Linked DNA regions of Sus scrofa: region 1 is linked to region 2. The links are chromatin contacts, called in public Hi-C maps. All regions are on one chromosome and are shown on one strand. The core of a region is the stretch at or near the end of the contact, and the rest is flanking DNA. Distances in the headings are between cores, read along the strand shown. Region 1 holds the start of FAM133B (protein FAM133B). Region 2 holds the start of RBM48 (RNA-binding protein 48).

Region 1 (2,700 bases), core at 197-2,696, 59 kb after region 2:
ATAAAATTAAAACAAACATTTTGAAGATAGGAAGTATTTCATAAAAGGAAAGCTCCCTGAAGTTCCTGTTGTGGCTCAGCAGATTAAGAACCCAAGTAGTATCCCATGAGGGTGCGAGTTTCATCCCTGGCTTTGCTCAGTGGGTTAAAGATCCAACATTGCTGCAAGCTGCGACGCAGGTCACAGGTGGGCTTCCAATCTGGTCTTGCTGCTCAGTGGTTTAAAACTCTATCACAGCCAAGCCTAAGAAGTATAGGGCTGCAACCTAAGCTTACTGCTAATCTCTTATGTTTACAGCCCATCCAATCTGATTCATAACCTGGACATTCCAAACCAAGTAGTCTATCATCTAGAATCCCTTTCTCCTACCTGCGCCTGACAAAACGCCCTCTGAACTTCGAATCTCCATCAGATAGGATTTCTTACTTCTGCCATCAGTTATTTCTGTGTATCTTTTATCTCATTTGCTACACTAAGAACTTTCACGCCAAGCACTTTCCTGGCCACCTTGCCTTTTGCAGTCTCCACTATTCTGCAAAATTATGAACAGCAATGATCCCCTCTTAATATGAAGAAACTAAGACTCAGAGAAGAAAAGCAACTTTATCCTAGGTCACCCAACTCACGAGGGACTAAACCTGACATACCAGTCTGTGCCTGATTCCAGAGTCATGCCATTCATTCCCACACAGGGCCTAGCAGGGCGCTGGGGCACGAAGCCAAACGTTTCGATCCTGGTTCTCCAACGGGAGCCTGCCTGCCGCTCGAACTGGGCTCGGTGCAGGTTCCCGCACCGCCCCCGCGTAGGGGCCAAGTCTAAGACCTCTGCGCCTCCATCCCACCTGGATGCACACGAGAATGGCGCGGAGATAGGGTGAGCGATCCCGGTGGAGGCCAAGGGAGCAAGTTCTGGTGTCTCCAAGGGCCTCCGACTTTGGACTCATTTATAGGAAGGAACAGGGTACCCTCGCGGCTCTAGAAACTGGGCACTGCTGACCCGAGTCCGGGAAGGAAGGATGCTGGAGAGCACTGCCAGAAGATGCGGCCGGGCAAACGGGGCGTAGAGTAAAAAGAGACAAGAAAGAAAAGGAAAGGGCACAGGGGGCCCAAAGGCGCCAACTGCGTGCGCGGCGCACGCGCGTCTCGGGCCGGTGCGGGTGGAGGGAGCTGGGTCTCCCCGCCCGAGGTCCGAGCGCCGCCGCTCTCAGGCCCAGTTGGGAAGAGCGAGGGGTCCCGTGCTTCTGCCGCCGGGCCCTGTGTCGCCTCATTGTTTCCCCAACAGAGTACTCACCACCCGATTGTCCCGCTTTCCCATGGTGCCGAACCGAGCGCACAGGCAGCCAAGGAGAGACAGCAGGCCAGAAAGGATGCCGAAGCGGGCCGGACGCAGGTCCCTCCGCCAACTCCCCACCCGGTCCGGAGAGCGGCACCGCGAGGACCTGGGGGCCGCGTCTGGCCACAGCGCCACCTACCGCCGCGGAGGAGAGACGGGCGCCCCCGCTTACCCGCGGTTCCCAGGGGTTTTCTGGGGATTCCTGTTCTGTACCATTCACCCGGTACAGCAGCCTCGCCAAGGCAGCTCACTTCCATTTGGCCTTAGATTGCTTTGCCTTCTTCTATTCCTGGTGCATTTAAATCCTCATTCGAGGGGATATAATAATTACTCCAACGCTTATTATGTGCTTAGCATAGTGCATATATTGGGGATAAAATGAGGACCAGGACCCCTCACAGAGCCCATCAGGTTGTGGGCCAGAAGACAGTGCTGTCGTACACATTGCTAAAGAAATTGCCTTTTAGGTGTTCTCGTAGTGGCTCAGCGGTAGCAAACCCCGCTAGTATCCATGAGGACGTGGGTTCAATCCCTGGCCTCCCACAGTGGGTTAAGGATCCAGGGTTGCTGTGGCTGTGGTGTAGGCCAGCAGCTGCAGCTCCCATTCGACCCCTAGCCTGGGAACTTCCATATGCTGCAGGCGCAGCCCTAAACTAAAAAAAAAAAAAAAAAAAAAAAAAAAAAATTTAAATTCACTTCCATTTATCCATCATTCATGCATTCATTTCACACATTTTTCTTTTTTTTCCTTTTTAGCACCGCACCTGCGGCATATGGAGGTTCCCAGGCTAGGGATTGAATTGGAGCTGTAGCCCCAGGCCTATGCCAAAGCAACACCCCAGATCCAAGCGGTGTCTGCAACCTGCACCAGACAGCTCATGGCAATGCTGGAACCCTAACCCACCTGAGCGAGGCCAGGGATGGAACCTGCTTTCTCATGGATACCAGTCAGATTCCTTTCTGCTGAGCCAGGAGGGGAACTCCTCACACTAATTTTTGAACTTTTACTTGGTAATTCATTAACAGTGACTGGAAGCTGGATGTAGCGCAAGACACAAAGCTGATTAAGACATAAGTCCTACCTTCAAAGGGCCTGTTTATAAACTGGTAAGGGAGATAGATGCACTCAGGGCCAATTTTACTGCATGACACGTCATAATAATGTCAGCACAATACTAAAACTTCAAGGGAGATGTTCTGGGCTCCAGAGAAATTGTCATTATATTTATTATTAATGGAGCTGGATAAAGCTGGGCCTATCTCAGCACAATGTCATCAGAAAATAATTGATCCAGGAGTTCCCGTCGTGGCGCAGTGGTTAACGAATCCGACTAGGAACCATGAGGTTGCGGGTTCGGTCCCTGCCC
Region 2 (2,700 bases), core at 66-2,565:
TACTGCAAACCAGTGGGTACTATGCATTCAGGATTTTCGAAGATTTCAAACAGCCTATCCTTTTAGCCCCTTAAGCAAGCACGCTCAAACTCGTAAACCAGGTGTCTCCACTTTACAATTAGGAAAATACAGATGTTGCATCTCTGTAACCATGCAAGTGTTAGAGCTATGAACCGCCACAACCACAAGGTGCAGAGCGCAAGTGAAAACAGAGGTTCAAGGAATTCTAACTACCTATGACCAAGTATGCATACTCCCACAGCACATTCCTGGAGCACCCCGGAGGTGTTTGGAGACACAGGAAGAAGGTTCATATTAATCTATCCCGCTCGTGGGACACAGGGCTCCACCTCTGTTAACCAATAGAGACTTCACAAACCAAGTCCGCCCCTCTTTCTGAAGGCCGGGACCACAGCCATGCAAGCACCTGGAAATCGCTGGCAGGAAAAACGTTTTCTAATAATGAAACAAAACAGAACAGAATCCCAAAAGACAAACAAACCCGACTTCTCAAGAGCTTTTCCAACCTGGAGTGAGGAATAGTTGAACGAAGAGGGAGAATATCGGGGCGTTTCAAAGCCCAGTTCCGGCGAGTAAAAGACCTGGAATACAGCAGGTCAACTCAAAGAAGCCGTGCTGCACTAGACGTGATGTGGCTGTCAAGAGCGCCCAGGCCAGCCCTGCCCGCAAGGGGTCCTCAGTGTGGCCTCTGAACCGGTCGGCGGGGCTGGGAAAGCAGCCCTAATCCCGCCGCCGGGAGAGGCCTGAGCGGCCGCTGCGTCCCTAAAAGGCCTGGGTCTCGGCCGACCGCAGACTGGCCAGCAGCTGTCCCAAGTCGGTGGTGAGAGCCCGGCACCAAGCGGGCGCCTTACCTGCAGCAGGTGTAGCTGGGCCACAAGGCGCCGCGGCAAGTGGAGGAAGCAGTCGCGAGCGTTGGTGAAGGCCACCGTCACGGCCGCCCCGCCTCCGCCAGCACCCGCCAGGCGATCGCCGCCCCACATTGTCTGCAGGCACCGACCCCCAGCCGCCCAACCTATCTTTCCCGGGCCAACCCCGCAGGTCGCGGGCGTCGGACCCGGAGACGATCGATCGGCCCCGCCCCCTAAGGCCCCGCGGCGCATCCGGAGCGGGAGGGGCCAGCACGCCTGCGCCTGTTCTCAGGGCCTTTCCGCCGCGCCGCTGGGGGGCGACACGTTCTTCACCAAATCCTCGCTCACAGGAAACGATGGCCGACGGTGTCGATTCTTCAGCCAATCTCGGAACGCCTTAACTCACCCCTCTCTCTTATTGGGTAAACGGTGGGGCAACGGGGCGGATGTTGTCGTTCGCGAGGGATAACACCGGCAAGATGGCGTTGAGCGGCGGGCAGCTAGGAGGCTTATTCGATCACCACGTCCAAAGGGCTGTATGCGACTCGCGGGCCAAGTATCGAGAGGGGCGCCGCCCTCGCGCTGTCAGGGTAAAGTGACTTTGGTTTCAATCGCTATCCCCGGTAGCTTTCTGTGAGTTCCAGCTTCACATGCCCAGCTTACGTAAATAACATCTTGAGAGGCTGCGGTCACATCGATTAACTGAAGAAGAATATGAAAAACGCTGGTACTCAAGTACCAAAGATGCTTGAGTGCTCTTTAGTCTACTGCTAGAACCTCAGCTCCGTGAGAAGAGGGCTGTGTTTCAGTCACTGTATCTTCCGTGTTTACAGTGGTCCTTGTTACATGGTAAACGCTCAGCGAATACTTGTTAACTCGTCCCTGTAACTTCTACCGAGCTAATTTGTGGAAAACACATTGATGGAAGATAATGTTACGTGCTTTAGCTAAAGGCCTTTGCAAGAAGGGTAAACTATTCATTATGTAGAGAGAGGGGCAAGTTTTTAGATTTCCTGTTTTTATGCAAACCAGTCGAAAGGTGTTTTTTTCAACTTTAAAAAAATATAGGATTAGATTTGTCCCAGGCTTCTTTGTGAAATACATTTAATGTGTCTGATTTCTTATAGGTTTACACGATCAATTTGGAATCTCGGTACTTATTAATACAAGGAGTTCCTGCAGTCGGAGCCATGAAGGAATTAGTTGAGCGATTTGCTTTGTATGGTGCAATTGAACAGTATAATGCTCTAGATGAATACCCAGCAGAAGACTTTACAGAAGTTTATCTTATTAAATTTCTCAATTTACAAAGTGCAAGGTAATATGCAAGTTAAACAGTGTCTCATTTTCTCCATTCCCGTTGCCTACATTTGGCCTCCCTCATTCATTTCTGAATTACCCAGTAACTAACATGACCCTGTATTCTTCTAGTCTTTTTAAATGTTAGCCCTACCAAACTCTTTCTATCACGTCATTCCCATGCTTAACAATTTTTTTGTGTGTGTAGTATGGTAGATTAAAAATTGGTTTGGGAGTAAATTTTCAAGTTTCACTGTTTACTAACATCATGACCATGGACAGGTTACTTGACCCCATTAAGACTGTTTTCTTATTCTTTAGACACCAGTATGGTAAAAGGACCTACTTACGGAGGTTGTGTGAGGATGACATGGATCCATGTATAGGGCTTAGCACAGTGCCTTCTATTCAGAAGGCAGTAAACATTAGGTATTGGATCTCTTATTTTATGGACCTGTGTAATTGAATCTCCTTCTATATAACATAAAATTTTCTCCAACAATTAAGTACGAAATGCCCTATCTCTTTTTTC

What was found. Hi-C and Micro-C count contacts between places; a contact is called where the count stands out from the background.
Region 1: a contact with region 2 is called in a Hi-C map of liver, with 4 times the contacts expected there. The contact joins the promoter of FAM133B here to the promoter of RBM48 in region 2. A contact is called at or near these places in 1 of 5 promoter capture datasets (liver), 8 of 47 Hi-C or Micro-C datasets (blood, brain, embryonic fibroblasts and 3 more) and 2 of 2 datasets of contacts at active chromatin or transcription factors (alveolar macrophages and skeletal muscle).

Annotation. Positions count from the first base shown.
Region 1 is chr9:72,502,376-72,505,075 of Sscrofa11.1, forward strand. FAM133B (protein FAM133B) reads right to left here and starts at 1,447. Exons shown (of 11, transcript XM_005667601.3): 1 at 1,292-1,447. The coding sequence starts at 1,315.
Region 2 is chr9:72,443,496-72,446,195 of Sscrofa11.1, forward strand. It overlaps RBM48 (RNA-binding protein 48), which reads left to right and starts at 1,316. Exons shown (of 5, transcript XM_003130141.5): 1 at 1,316-1,459; 2 at 1,997-2,187. The coding sequence starts at 1,316. PEX1 (peroxisome biogenesis factor 1) reads right to left here and starts at 1,223. Exons shown (of 23, transcript XM_021102380.1): 1 at 873-1,223. The coding sequence starts at 1,121.